Linked DNA regions of Hordeum vulgare: region 2 is linked to region 1. A link is a contact called in public Hi-C data. All regions are on one chromosome and are shown on one strand. The core of a region is the stretch at or near the end of the contact, and the rest is flanking DNA. Distances in the headings are between cores, read along the strand shown. Region 1 holds the start of LOC123430024. Region 2 holds the start of LOC123430073 (E3 ubiquitin-protein ligase RZFP34-like).

Region 1 (6,329 bases), core at 995-3,494:
TTTCTGAGTTACAACAGAGATATAGCTGCAACAATGTAACATAACCAAAACTCAAGTTCCTCGTGAATGAATTAAGTAAACTAGTGTTACAACAAAACAATGCTACGGACAAGCTAGCTTACAACAACGCTGCAGACGCTTACAAGAAAGCAGGCAATACATGCGAGTTCAAAAACACTCTATCAAGAATAATAACTGAGACTCAGCTCACCTTACTCAACCAGGTATTCAGGAGGAGGCTGCGCATGTATTGACACCATCCTTGCAGTCGCGTGTTAGGTCATTGAATGTCTCCAACTTCCTCTTCCCCCTGAGGAACACCTCAGTGTCGACTGCAACCCTCATGTAACCATCGAACTCCACCGGTTTGCCATTGTTGAGCTCCTTAGTTTCAGCATACCAGTCACTATTTTCATCCCAAAGATCCTTGAAATCATCCAGGAAACGCGTCTTGTACTTGTTCTTCAGCGGGTCGAAGAACGATTTATCGGACTCATCGGTAGCAATGTACAAATACCGTCCAGCACCAACCTTATCATTGAGTGTCGTAAGGAGATTTTCTGGCGAGGTATCTGCATCAAGGTTTGGCCAAAGCTGTGTGTTCTGGGCTTTCTCTCCTCTCACAACATGCATCGAGTCGAAATCCCAACTCATTCGGGAGGCAATGGCAGACACAATCTCCATCAAGCGGCGCGACTTCCACAAGAAATGCCATGGCCGTTTGATCATGGCCTCTGTCTCACCCTCGCACACACGTGACCAGTAGTTATCCGGCTCAACATGCCCAAACTTCCTCATGATCAGCGTGTCCTTGACGTCACGAAGTTTCATGGGGGTCACCTTGATGTCTTCAGTATAGTGATTCTTCAGTCGATCCTTCTTGTGCCACTTCCCCCAGTCTGTCCAGAACTGACTCTGGTCGATCACAGATGCAGATTCCTTCAGGTGCTCAAAATCAAAGTAGAACCTGAAATCCTTTTCTTCGTCCTTGCCACTGGCGGTATACCGTGAATTGAGGCAGACGCTGAAGTCCATGACAAGCGTCCGGTTCAAGAACTGCGCCTCGCCTAGCGCACACAAGAAACCCCAAATGTAGTGGTTCATGCTCTTGCACCTCTCGCCACCGCCCATATAAATGAGGTACCTTCCACGGCTGAAATCGGATTCAGAAGCGACCACCGGCATGCTGTCATTGACGGCATCGCCGACAACAAACACCTGGTCTGCAGCGGTTGTGGTGTCCGCATTAGCACCATTCTCGTCGATCCTCATCTGGGTCTTGGCTGGCACGAAGTCCGTGGTCACCGGTGCCTCACGCTTTCCCTTCTTGCCCTTCTTGCCCTTGCGTCGCCCACTGCGCTTGGCGCCGGTGCCGGAGTGGTACTCGCCGACGCTTCCCACCACGAGGGAGCATGTGTTGACATCGCGGGCGAGCGTGAACCGGCGGTAGTCCTTGTAGTAGGTGGTGCGTCCTCTGGCGTCTTCCGCTGGGCGGAAGCGCCAGGCGAGGTCGCACGCCATGGGGCTCTCCGGCACGACGACGGGGCGGCCGAAGCGATAGAAGTGGAGGTCGGGGAACCTCTCGATCGCCGTACGCATGAGCAGGTTGAAGAGCTCCCTGTCCCCCGTGCAGTCCACCGGCGCCTCCGTGTCGCAGGAAACAGCCTCGACGATAGGCTTCTCCTCCTGGGCGGCCGAGTTGGAATCGGCGTCAGTATCGACGGTGACGGACTGCTCCGTCTCTGCCTCCGTTTTCTCGGATCCAACATCGGAGAGCTCGATGAACTTGGGTCCCGCAGTGGTGGGGGCGTCCTCGGAGGAGTTGGAGCCGGTAGCGAAGTCCTCCCCGGTACGGAGCACGGAGTCGTCGGCGAGGAAGGTGGAGTTGGAGGTGGCGGAGGTGAGGAACGCGGTAAGCTGGTGGGAGGAAGGGTGCAGCAGCGGGTCGTCGGGGCTGTGGACGGCGGCGAGGAGCGTGAACGCGAGAACGGCGGCCACGAAGAGCCCGAATAGGAGGTTGCCTCCCGACCGCAGCGCCGCGCGCAGGTCGAGTGCGCCGCCGCGCCACAGCGGCGCCGACATCCCCACCCCTCGCCCCAGCATTCGCCCGGATCTGGAAGAGGGAGGCGCGGATTGAGAAGCGACGGCGAGGGGGAGGGATCTGTCTGGGGCGCCGACAGGGGGACAGAACGAGCTGAGCTGACGAAAGCGGTGTGACCGTGTGAGTGCAGTTTACTCCAGTTTTTTACTGGGGGACGCGGTCGCGCTTGAGTTGATGACTTTGTCGAACAGTTTCGATAATTCACATTTTAGGGGCTGTTTGTTCGCGGTCTAAGATTGTCATATCTAACTTTAGTCATGGCACAATACTTTAAACACATTTATGGTTTGTCACATTTTTATAGGTATATGATTCATATATGTCATAGACTTAATTTTTTATCAAATATTGTCACACTTATGGTGTTTATTTTGTTAACCACACTTTTTTGACAGCCACACTTTATCTAAGGTTAGTTATGGCAAAGTTAGTCATGAACCAAACATGCCATTAGTTATCTCATTCTCGCTTCGTCCGAAAATACTTATGATATAAATAAATATATTTAATATATATTTTAGTTTTATATACATTTATTTTTATATATTTATGTGATAAGTAATTTCGAACGAAGGGAGTATCTAACTATTGAACCGTTTAATAAAATTTTAAAATTCGTAAGTCTTTTTTAAGGAACTGAAAGGCTTCTACGCTGGTTGAAATTTTTGACCGGACTGCCCCAGCCGATCGATGCGTTTTATGCCATCGTTAGATGTGAGCCAATCTTCTTCTTCATCCCCTCGCTGACATCTCCCATACGAGAAAATTTTAGGGGGAAACATAGTTGTCGTGCTCGCTCTAGGCTACCTGCGCAGGCGACTACCTCGTGCTCGCCCCCGACCGCCCCGTGCTCATCGTCTTCAGTCGTCGTCGAGGAAGATACCTCAATGGTCGTAAAAGCATGGCCTTCGTCGTCGCAGCAATTTCAATCGTCGGTAGTAGCAAACATCGACAATGGCTGCAATAAAAAATGTTATCGCGCCGGTTATAGCTCACCGTGCATGCCGTCCCAGCATCCTGTCGTGTCGGTCGCAACATTTGTGTTGTCCGTTGTAGCAAAATTGACCTTACAGTCTCGCAGGCCATAGCATGGCCGTTTGGTTGTAACATTTTGTGTCATCGATTGTAGCAAAAGTTTACGACAGTTGTAGCAAAAACATCATTACCATCATCGCAAGTCATATCATGCCACTTGATTGTAGCAAAAATTATTATCGGTCTTAACAAAAAAAGTCAAGATGATTGCAGTAAAAAGATGTTGTCTGCGCTGTCGCAAATAGCAGCGTGACCATTTGAATGTCGTCCTCCACTGTTGTTCTTTCTAGCGGAGGGCAATGGCTAGATCTCCTTTTTCTTCTCGTGGAAGAAAGAACGATGTAAAGCTCCTAAAGGCTAGGTAAATGCTCATACTTACCGCTGGTTGTCGCTTAGTTGGGAATTTGAAATATCACATTCCTTCTCTATCTTTATTAGTGTAGCATGTTTTCTACCGAAAATCCAAGTCTCCTTCGAGGATCATCTGCTCCGGTTGATTAAAAAATAAAAACATAATAAAAATCCAAAAAATTATGTGGTAGATATTTTGATGCGTGAGGTCCATTTTAAATTTTAACATATTTAAACATCTGAGCAGCTCTCGGCAAAAAAGGCTAATGGGGTCACAACAGCTGAGAGCTACTCAGACGTTCAAATAAATTAAAATTTGAAGCGTTCCTCACGCATCAAATTATCTACCACACAAAAGAAAATTGGATTGTTTTGAATTTTTCTACTATTTTTTCGATTTTTTCCGTGACTGCCGGTGCAGATGAGCCCGAGAGAGAAACACCGCTCTCGTTTTCTACATCAAAAATAAAATAAACTAATTTTAACATTAGTACGAACATAAATGTTTATATATATGTACATAAGTCATTGTTCTTGTCGTTGGCCATGTTTTCGTTACGCTATTATCATTGTGTGAGGCCTTTTAACGTGTTTGTTTTTTGTTCGTTCATCATGTTGTCCTGTAGATGTATCATTTTTCTTCTGTCAACGTAATGTGTGTTGCATGTGTATAGTAAATGAAAGTTGTATGTCCATTCTCGACTCGTAATTGAACCTGTAGTTATTTTCACCCGAGTTGCAAACCCACTATCGACTTACAGTTGGTATATTTTTTTTTGTTATCCTAGTTGCAAGTCCATCCTTGACTCGCAACTATTGTCACACCAATTGAAACCCACCCTCGACTCACACGTTTTTTGTCATCCGAGTTGCATGTACACCCTCGACTCACAGTGGGCTCCTAGTTGTTTTCATCCCGGTTGGAAGCCACGCTTCGACTCGCAACTCGGACTGCCTTTTTGTTTTTCTCTCAGTTGCATGTCCATCTTTGACTCGTAGTTAGGACTATTTTTTGTATGTTCCAGTTGCAAGTCCATCTTCGACCCGCAAACTAGGCTCATAGTTGTTTCTAGTTCCATTTGCAAGCTCATCCTCGACTCGCAACTCGGTCACGTAGTTGTTTTTGTCTTAGTTGCAAGTCTATCCTTGACTCGCAATTGGACTTAGTAGTTATTTGTGTACCAGTTGCGAGCTGACCCACGACTCGAAATTGGACCCGGTAGTTATTTTTTTTCTAGTTGCAAGCTCACCCTCAACTCGCAACTAGACCTTGTAGTTTGGTTTTCGTTTCAGTTGCAAGTCAACCCTCGACTCGCAACTGGGCATGTAGTTATTTTTTTTCCCAGTTGCAAGCCCACCCCCGGCTAGCAACTGGGCACCTAGTTGTTTTCGCCTCAATTGCAAGCCTGCATGTAAATGTTTTTTTCTCGGTTGCAAGCTCACCCTCGACTCGCAACAGAGCATGTAGTTTGTTTTTCATCCCAGTTACAAGTACACATTCAACTTGCAACTGGGCCCGCATTTTTTATTTTGGCCCAGTTGCAAGTCCAACCTTCACTCACAATTGGGTATGTAGTTGTTTTTGCCCAGTTGCATGTACACCCTCGATTCGCAACCGAGTTTTTTGTAGGTTCTAGCCGCCCTATTTCCAACTAAACCATTAGCTTGCAAATGCACCTCTTTTACTTTTGTAGGTGTCCCAATTGCAAGTCAACCCTCTGTTGGGGAACATTGCATGGTGTTAGAGCATATATCTCCATATGTGGTTTTGGTAATTGATGACAATTCCTATGGACTAATGGCTGCCTTAAGTTATATTTATAGGATTTGTCCATAGGCACTTCTTGAAGTCCATCTGTTGGGTTCAAGGAGTTTATATGATGACCAAGGTGGTATTCAAGGTATTATCCAAAGAATGGTCATAGAGACACAAGGTTGATCAAGATCGTCAGACAAAGAGTAAATCAAGATGATCAACACACAAAGTGTACAAGATGTACCGAGAGGGATCAAGTGATCCCATGGTATGGTAAGCATTGTCCAGTACGTATTTGTGTACTAACCCCTGGTCTTCTTGAGAGTTCTATGTGGGGTTAGGTGTGTTTCCATGGGCTTGCGTCAAGAGGAATATCTCATACAACCCATGGAGGATGACGTCAAGTGATGGAGGATGGTGGTAATGGACTTGTGAAGATATGCTGACGAGTGGCTCACCCATAGTGTGTATGGGGGAGCAATCAACTAGTCTTCATCAAACCAACACAAGCAAGAGGAATATCTCATACAACCCATGGAGGATGATGTCAAGTGATGGAGGATGGTGGCAATGGACTTGTGAAGATATGTTGAAGAGCGGCTCACCCATAGTGTGTATGGGGGAGCAATCAACTAGTCTTCATCAAGCCAACACAAGCAAGAAAGGTGGTCCATCTTGAGGAAGCCAAGATCATCGTCATCTAGCTCAAGAGGACGAGGTGCAAGGTATAGGTTTGCCCTTGATAGGTTTTCTGTTTTAGGATAGATTGTCGTACTGTCAAGGGGGGCTCTCAAGTGAGTAGCTTGATTGTATCGTTCATTGAGAGCTCAAACCATTTGCATCCTTGCATCATACTTCTTGGTTCTTGTTTGGTATTCCTCTTTATGAGTTTTAGATCTTATTGTCATCTTCATGACACGCTCGAGTTCATCGAAAACGGAGTCCATATGCATCTTCTATGATGTTTTCGATGTTGGGTGTTTTTATCGGTCTTCTTCGAAGAAGGGTTCTCACCGTTCTATTATGGGAATTTTCTCACTTGCTTCTTATTTATATTTCTATCAAGATTGTGTTAGCCCATGTCGT
Region 2 (6,329 bases), core at 1,807-4,306, 670 kb after region 1:
CACACAACAACTCATACCTATCAGAGGGGATGATCAAGCGCACCATGATGAGCGGTAAATCAATCCTCCCGATTTATTCAACCGCAGCGAGTTTTGTTGTTCTCCGAATCGCAATGAGCAACCACGGTGGCCTTGCTGTCGGCGACGGCAAGCAATTCCTGGCCTCTTCAGAGAGTGAGACTCTCCTGTGCTTCATACTGCAGCAAGCACTAGCAGCTTCAACCTACAAGCTAGTAGCTCTCATGCCCCGACCAGATCCTGGACAGTGTCATAGCTGTGACTGAGTGAGTAGTGTCTGTTGTACTGTCGTCTCCTCCTCGCCGTCAGACTCTGGAGCATGCCACCGTAGCCGGGCCGCCCCTCGTCTCCCTGGTGTTGTAAGAGCTGCACCCGGGACACTTTTGCGCCAGGACGTGGAAGCGCACGCTCGACGTCGCCCCGCAGTCGTTGCAGAGGATCCATACCTGGAAGAAGAAGAAGCACATCACTGTTTGTTCAGGTTGCAGCATTGGCAAGATGGTTAAATATGGTGTGTGGTTGTCAGTTTGTTGCTTACCATCTTCTTCTGGTAGAACTCTGGCATGGGTGTGGCGGCGACCTCCTGGTCGAGCTTCTGCCACGCATCGGTCATGTCGCAGGCCGACCGCGAGCAGACCGGGCACGAGAAGCTGGCGAAAACAAACCAACCAAGCAGCTTGATCAGATCAGACCCTCTCGTCCATTACATGTGAACAAACGGTTGCCTGAAGAAATGCTTACTGGTGATGAACCCTCATCTCGTTCAGGCACTCCAAATGGATCGTGTGCCCGCAGTGCAGTACGCTGATGTCCATGGTCGAGTCAAATAGATACTGCGATTCAAAAACATGGCTGTCTTTTAAAGATCAAGAATTGCAAATTCAGGAGCGTTTAGGGCCTTGATTAGAGCAAAGCCTCACCTCGTAGCAGACAGGGCAGTTTTGATGCATTGCTCTCTCTACACAATGATGAGAGTCCTTCAAAACATTGCTGTAGCAACACCCTGTCAGTGAACAAGGACATAATTGTTGTTAGAGCAATCTTTAATGGACAGACATGCCATGAAAAGCTTCCAACACAGTAACTTTCACACCCAACGCACCGCATTTTTCGCAGTGGAAGAAATTGTCCATGCCACCAGTTCTGAAAAAGGAGAAGAATGTATCCAATATTTGACCATTCTGGAAGAGAAAAACAGTAAACGTGCCGAGGAAAAGAAGGATGGCTGTAAATTAAATTTGGCACTTGCCTGCAGATGCCGCATCCATCGCAGTGATACTGGTTCTTTGAGATCTGCAACAAAGCAACATGGCTGTCAGACATCGAATACGAGAATGCTTAACAGAGTAACTAATCCTTGGCTCAGGAATGTGAACACGCGTACATCATCGTCAAAGAAGTTGCATTTTTCACAGAAGTATTTCCCCATGCATGCCCCACAACCGGAGCAGTTCTTCTGCACCTGTTGATCCAAACGAGCAGTTTTCATGTCATGCCACTAGCACAGCCAAAAGGTGAAAATTACTGTAGAACGCTTGTCAGTAGGCACGTACATCCTGTTCTTTGTTGCAGAGAGAGCAGATGACCTGTGACACATCACAAAGTAGAGTAGCTTCAGTAAGTAGGCAATCCTACATTAGGTAGGTGAGTTCTTATGATTCCTACTGAGTACTGACTAGTGTTTTCCTTGGAGAGAAAAATAGAAGAGAGAATAAGAAGTCCACTAGTATTATTGGTCAATACAATTATATGACCAGAGAGCTAGTGGACATGGACACATGGCGGATGCAATCAGGTATGCGCCATCCATGGACCAGGTAGCTAGGAGTACATGGCTACCGGATGCAATCATGCGCTTCAATTATGCGCCAGCTCAATCATTGAAGTGCCGTTAAATCAGAAAAAATAATCTTGGTTGACAGCGAAGCATCCTTTGCCCTTTCCATTTCTTCGACTGCCTTTCCCCTTTCCCCTTTTTCTCCAAGCCGCCTTCCGTGTGGCGACGCCGACACATCGTCGCATCCGCCGCATGGACGGACGGGCCTACCTAACAATCATGTGGCGTGGATGACCACAGATGCCGGCCACTTGCGCCCATCTTGATGGCGAGAATCGGAATATAAAACAGAAATATCAAGACCCGGCGGGCCGTCATTCAAGATAAACCTTATCTGACGAAACCGGGCGAAAGAAAAAAGATGTTGGGATGGGCGACCGGGCTCCCTTGGCCACTGCATGGCAGTTGGTGGCTTGGAACTGTCCATGCGTGCATAGCCATGACCACAGGGTTGAAAGGGAGTGAGCAACTGGGATTGCAATTCTACCGCCGGTACCCAGTGGCCAGTGGAGGAGGAAGAAGAAGGTCCAAGGCGTACATCAAAGTAAGGAATGACTTGGGGTTGAATTAAGTAACAGAGGGTGCTACGGAGCACACACACGCACCTTGCTGATTTCGTGGCGGGGGATGTCGTGCCGGTCGAGGACGTCCACCTCGAGCGAATTCTGCAGCAACCAACACAGACAAGCCCAAATGTCTCAGAACTGCTCCGAATTCAGAGCACAGTCGGACCGACCCAAAAACCGCACGGCATATGGCGCTGGCGTTGGCGTTGGGGAGAAAGGAAAAGGAAAAGGAAAAGGAAAAGGGCGGTGTATGCAGACCTTAGCTTGGTTGTGGCAATGCCGGCAGCCGAAGACCTCGCCGCAGCAGGGCGCCCGTATCCTGCACCTCCTCGTGTAATGCTCGCAGCTTCACCCCGGAACTCATCGAATCAGCGGTAAACCCGAGAAAGACCGTCTCCCTCCAACTGAAAAGCTGCTTGGTTTGATTTGCTTACCCGTGCTGCTCTGCCCCCAAATCCATCTGTCCGGCCGTCTCCCGCTTTCGTGCCTCCGAGAGGCGACGCCGCTCCGCCGGAAGAGAGGAAGGAGGCGGGGGTCCGGGAGAGCCTCGCTGCCCTACGTCCGCGCCCGCGCCCGCGCCCGCGCCCGGCGGGAATTAGTAAGAAAGAATGGGGAGGCTGTGCTGTGCGTGTTGGAGGAGAAGCGCGGGACGCGGGCCGGGTATATAGGCGGACTGCCGGGTGGGGGGCTGGACCTGGACCTGGACCAGCTTCTCTGTTTTTTCTTTTCATTTCATTTCATTTCAGGAGTTCAAGTTTTATACTCCTTTCGTTTTAAAATATGCATCTTAATTTTATATTAACTTTAATACAAAAATATATTAAAATTAAGAAATTTAGTTTGAGACAGGAGTTTGTGCGCCATCTTCTTCTTTCCATGACAAGAATTCCAAGTTTAATACTCCGTACAATAATGTAAAATTTAATACTCCCTATAATAATGTAAAAAAGAAGACTCTCACCCAGAATTTTTTTTGTAAGGAATTTCCTTTTGAGATGCAGTGGACATAACCATGTCAACTCTTTTATCCTCTTTTATTTATTTGACGATATGTTCGAAGCAAACTTGTTGGGATGATGCACTAGACGTGAGCTGGAAAGGCTAATTGTACCGATGAACCCGTCAATCACCATCCGCGCCAACAAAAAATAAGGCAAGTTGCCGGCAGCAGCAATAAGATACGCGCCCACGGAGTCGGCGGACCAGATAGAGAGTAGAACGGCGCCGTGGCTGGAAGCGGATTAGGATGACGGCGGTTACACGTAGACGTAGGAGCGGATAGCGTGCGGGGTCGCCGGACCAGCTTGTGCACGTACCATTCAAGGTTACCCACAGCATGCACTGATCCTACTTGCCCACTTTCTAATTGTCTACACACAATGTTTTGTTTGCCTTCGGTGAAGGGTGGATGATGACGACGATGCGCTTTCGGCTCGCTTTGATGATAAGAATCGTTGCTATGTAGTTTACAAATCTAGATATGATTTTTATTATTCTTTTTATATTCATTGTACTATTATGATTGAAAATAAATAGATCAGAATTTTTCTCTTAAAAAAATTGATACTCACAACCTTTTATTTAAATAACCTACATTCTATATTCGTAAAAGAAGACCTACACTGTGTAAAATGCATCTGCATTTTTTGGGGTGTTTTGAGGTTGGTCATAATGAAAGTATCTTTAAAGAAGAATCTGCTGTCGTGATGGTTCAACCTCGTTTCCCTCGCCTCGTTCGATCCGTCCTCCGCGCGTGTGCCAAAGAAAGGCCTCCTCGCTCGAAAGAAAAAAAAATCACTTACCCACGTCGTCCGACCTTCTAGGCTCCCACCTTCCCCCAATTCCATCGCTCTAGATCTCATGGGGCTTTATCACCGTCGCTGACCTCCTGCTGCGGGGAGGGCGATGAGCAGGAGCGGTGCGTCTATGGCATCGATGAGTGACAACCTAGGTAACTCGATCTCCCTGTCCTTGCTCCACCTCATTTTCTCCCCTTAAGCTTTACTGCCACACACCCATGTTCTCCTCTGCCATGTCAGGGACGAACGAGTGGCAACGGACGGCAGGAGACCGACTCATGGCGCAACGGGCGGCGGGACACGGGGTGGTGGCGCAATCCCATCTTTTCCTTGTAGACTCTACTGCATCAACCCCATGTCTCCACTCCAATGGCAGGGGCAGAGAGTGGCGATGCATAGCGGGACACCGGCTGGTGGCGCAATGGCTGGTGGGAGATCTTCTGGTGGCTACCGATGGTGGGAGACAGTAAGACCGTGGGAGGAGCAGAGGAGGTCACGGATGGAAAATCTAGCAACTTGCAGTGGCATACGGGGCGCCACCATCTCTCACGCATCTGAAAGAACTATTTTGATCCCATCATATTTGACCCATATATTTGAACCAAAACAGTTCTCTCATACAGCAGCGGAGGTGTGTGAGGAGTGTCCGGCCGCTACAGGCTACATTATCAGGTTTGGTCGTCTATTTTACCTTGATCCCATTAGTTTCCGTTTGGAACATTCAGTTCTTGTTAGTGATCATGTGGGATCCCATCCCATCAGCCTTCGTATCTGGACAGAGAATTTGTTATTATGGGATTTTTCATCCGTGTGTTGTTCAATTGGCATATTAGACATATGATAAAATTGCCGAAAGGTGCTGACCACTGAATACTATCCCCTCACCAACTAGGCTTAGGAAGATATGGTGAAATTCTCGCAAGGTGAACACCACCGGGTAAAGCTTATAATTAAGCGGCGTCGTGTAGTGTCATCATGGTCGGAGGAGGCAATTCATATGAGGATGACAAGGCGATCAATCAAAATTCTATTGCTATTGTTGCACCAAAATTTCTTTATTGTTGTTATTTTTTTAATATTCCAAAATAGAGATTATTTTGCGAGTGCAACAACATGATTAATCTCAATCTAGGACTACATTACTCATGGTATACTTACTAGTCATAGATAATATGTATGTCAACTAGCCATTCTTGATGGCCCAAAATTATAAACTAAAGACAAGTGGATTGAGTATACGATATGATATTGTCTCACATTACCTTTGTCTTAATTTTTTCTAAATACAGATGTATCTAACACTAAAAACATGTCTAGGTATATTTGTATCTAGACAAATCTAAGACAATTATTCCAGGACAAAGAGAATATTAAATGATGTTCATATGTGTCATGCATGGCAATAACCAAGTGAGACGGACGCCTGAAACCGATCTCAAACGTCTGGGCGCACTGGCGCCCCTCATATCCAGCCCAAATTTGGGGTGGATATGGGAAGGCCCGAGTGCGTCGAGCACATCAGACCAGACATACCAAACCCCACCTCAAATTGCATCAACCCCCCCCCCCACCTTGCATATTCGTCCGTGTTCCTCTCCTCTCTTCTACCTCGTCTACGTCGTCCCTCCCCTAGCTCTGCTGCCGTACTCAGCCTGTAGTTTCAGCATCACCACCAAAACACTTCCCCTATGGTCTTGCTCACACGGTCGCCGGCCCGAACGCTGCCGTGATACTCTCCGGCTACTCTTGGACTACACCTTGCCCTCCATATGTACGACAGAATGTCCGACCCATTTTCTGTAGTAAATGATGGATTCTACTGATTCGTCGGACGATGAATATGGACCCACAAAGCTTGATGAATTGTTTCAAAAGGAGTTCTTCTTTTCATCGGATTCATACAAAGAAGCTGAGATGCTTATGATCATGAGCATCCAATGGGAAATGGACCGGGAGGTGGAGCAGATTCTTGACTTCACGGGCTCAATCAAAGGGAGAAGTGTTGTGAGGCCGGATAGGGCCTTTGGTGCACGACTACTCTAGAAGGACTATTTGTTGTGGGGCTATTGTGTGGATTTAGGTTGAACATGAACACGAACTAAACTAGGG

What was found. A called contact is a pair of places that touch in the nucleus more often than the background predicts.
Region 2: a Hi-C map of leaf shows a contact between it and region 1, with 10 times the contacts expected there. The contact joins the promoter of LOC123430073 here to the promoter of LOC123430024 in region 1. A contact is called at or near these places in 1 of 6 Hi-C or Micro-C datasets (leaf) and 1 of 1 datasets of contacts at active chromatin or transcription factors (embryo).

Annotation. Positions count from the first base shown.
Region 1 is chr1H:249,765,190-249,771,518 of MorexV3_pseudomolecules_assembly, forward strand. It overlaps LOC123430024, which reads right to left and starts at 2,245. Exons shown (of 1, transcript XM_045113957.1): 1 at 1-2,245. The coding sequence starts at 2,103. The coding sequence ends at 229.
Region 2 is chr1H:250,430,638-250,436,966 of MorexV3_pseudomolecules_assembly, forward strand. It overlaps LOC123430073 (E3 ubiquitin-protein ligase RZFP34-like), which reads right to left and starts at 3,057. Exons shown (of 11, transcript XM_045113991.1): 1 at 2,856-3,057; 2 at 2,680-2,767; 3 at 2,461-2,520; 4 at 1,572-1,604; 5 at 1,403-1,480; 6 at 1,268-1,311; 7 at 1,121-1,161; 8 at 939-1,021; 9 at 760-851; 10 at 557-668; 11 at 1-464. The coding sequence starts at 2,881. The coding sequence ends at 324.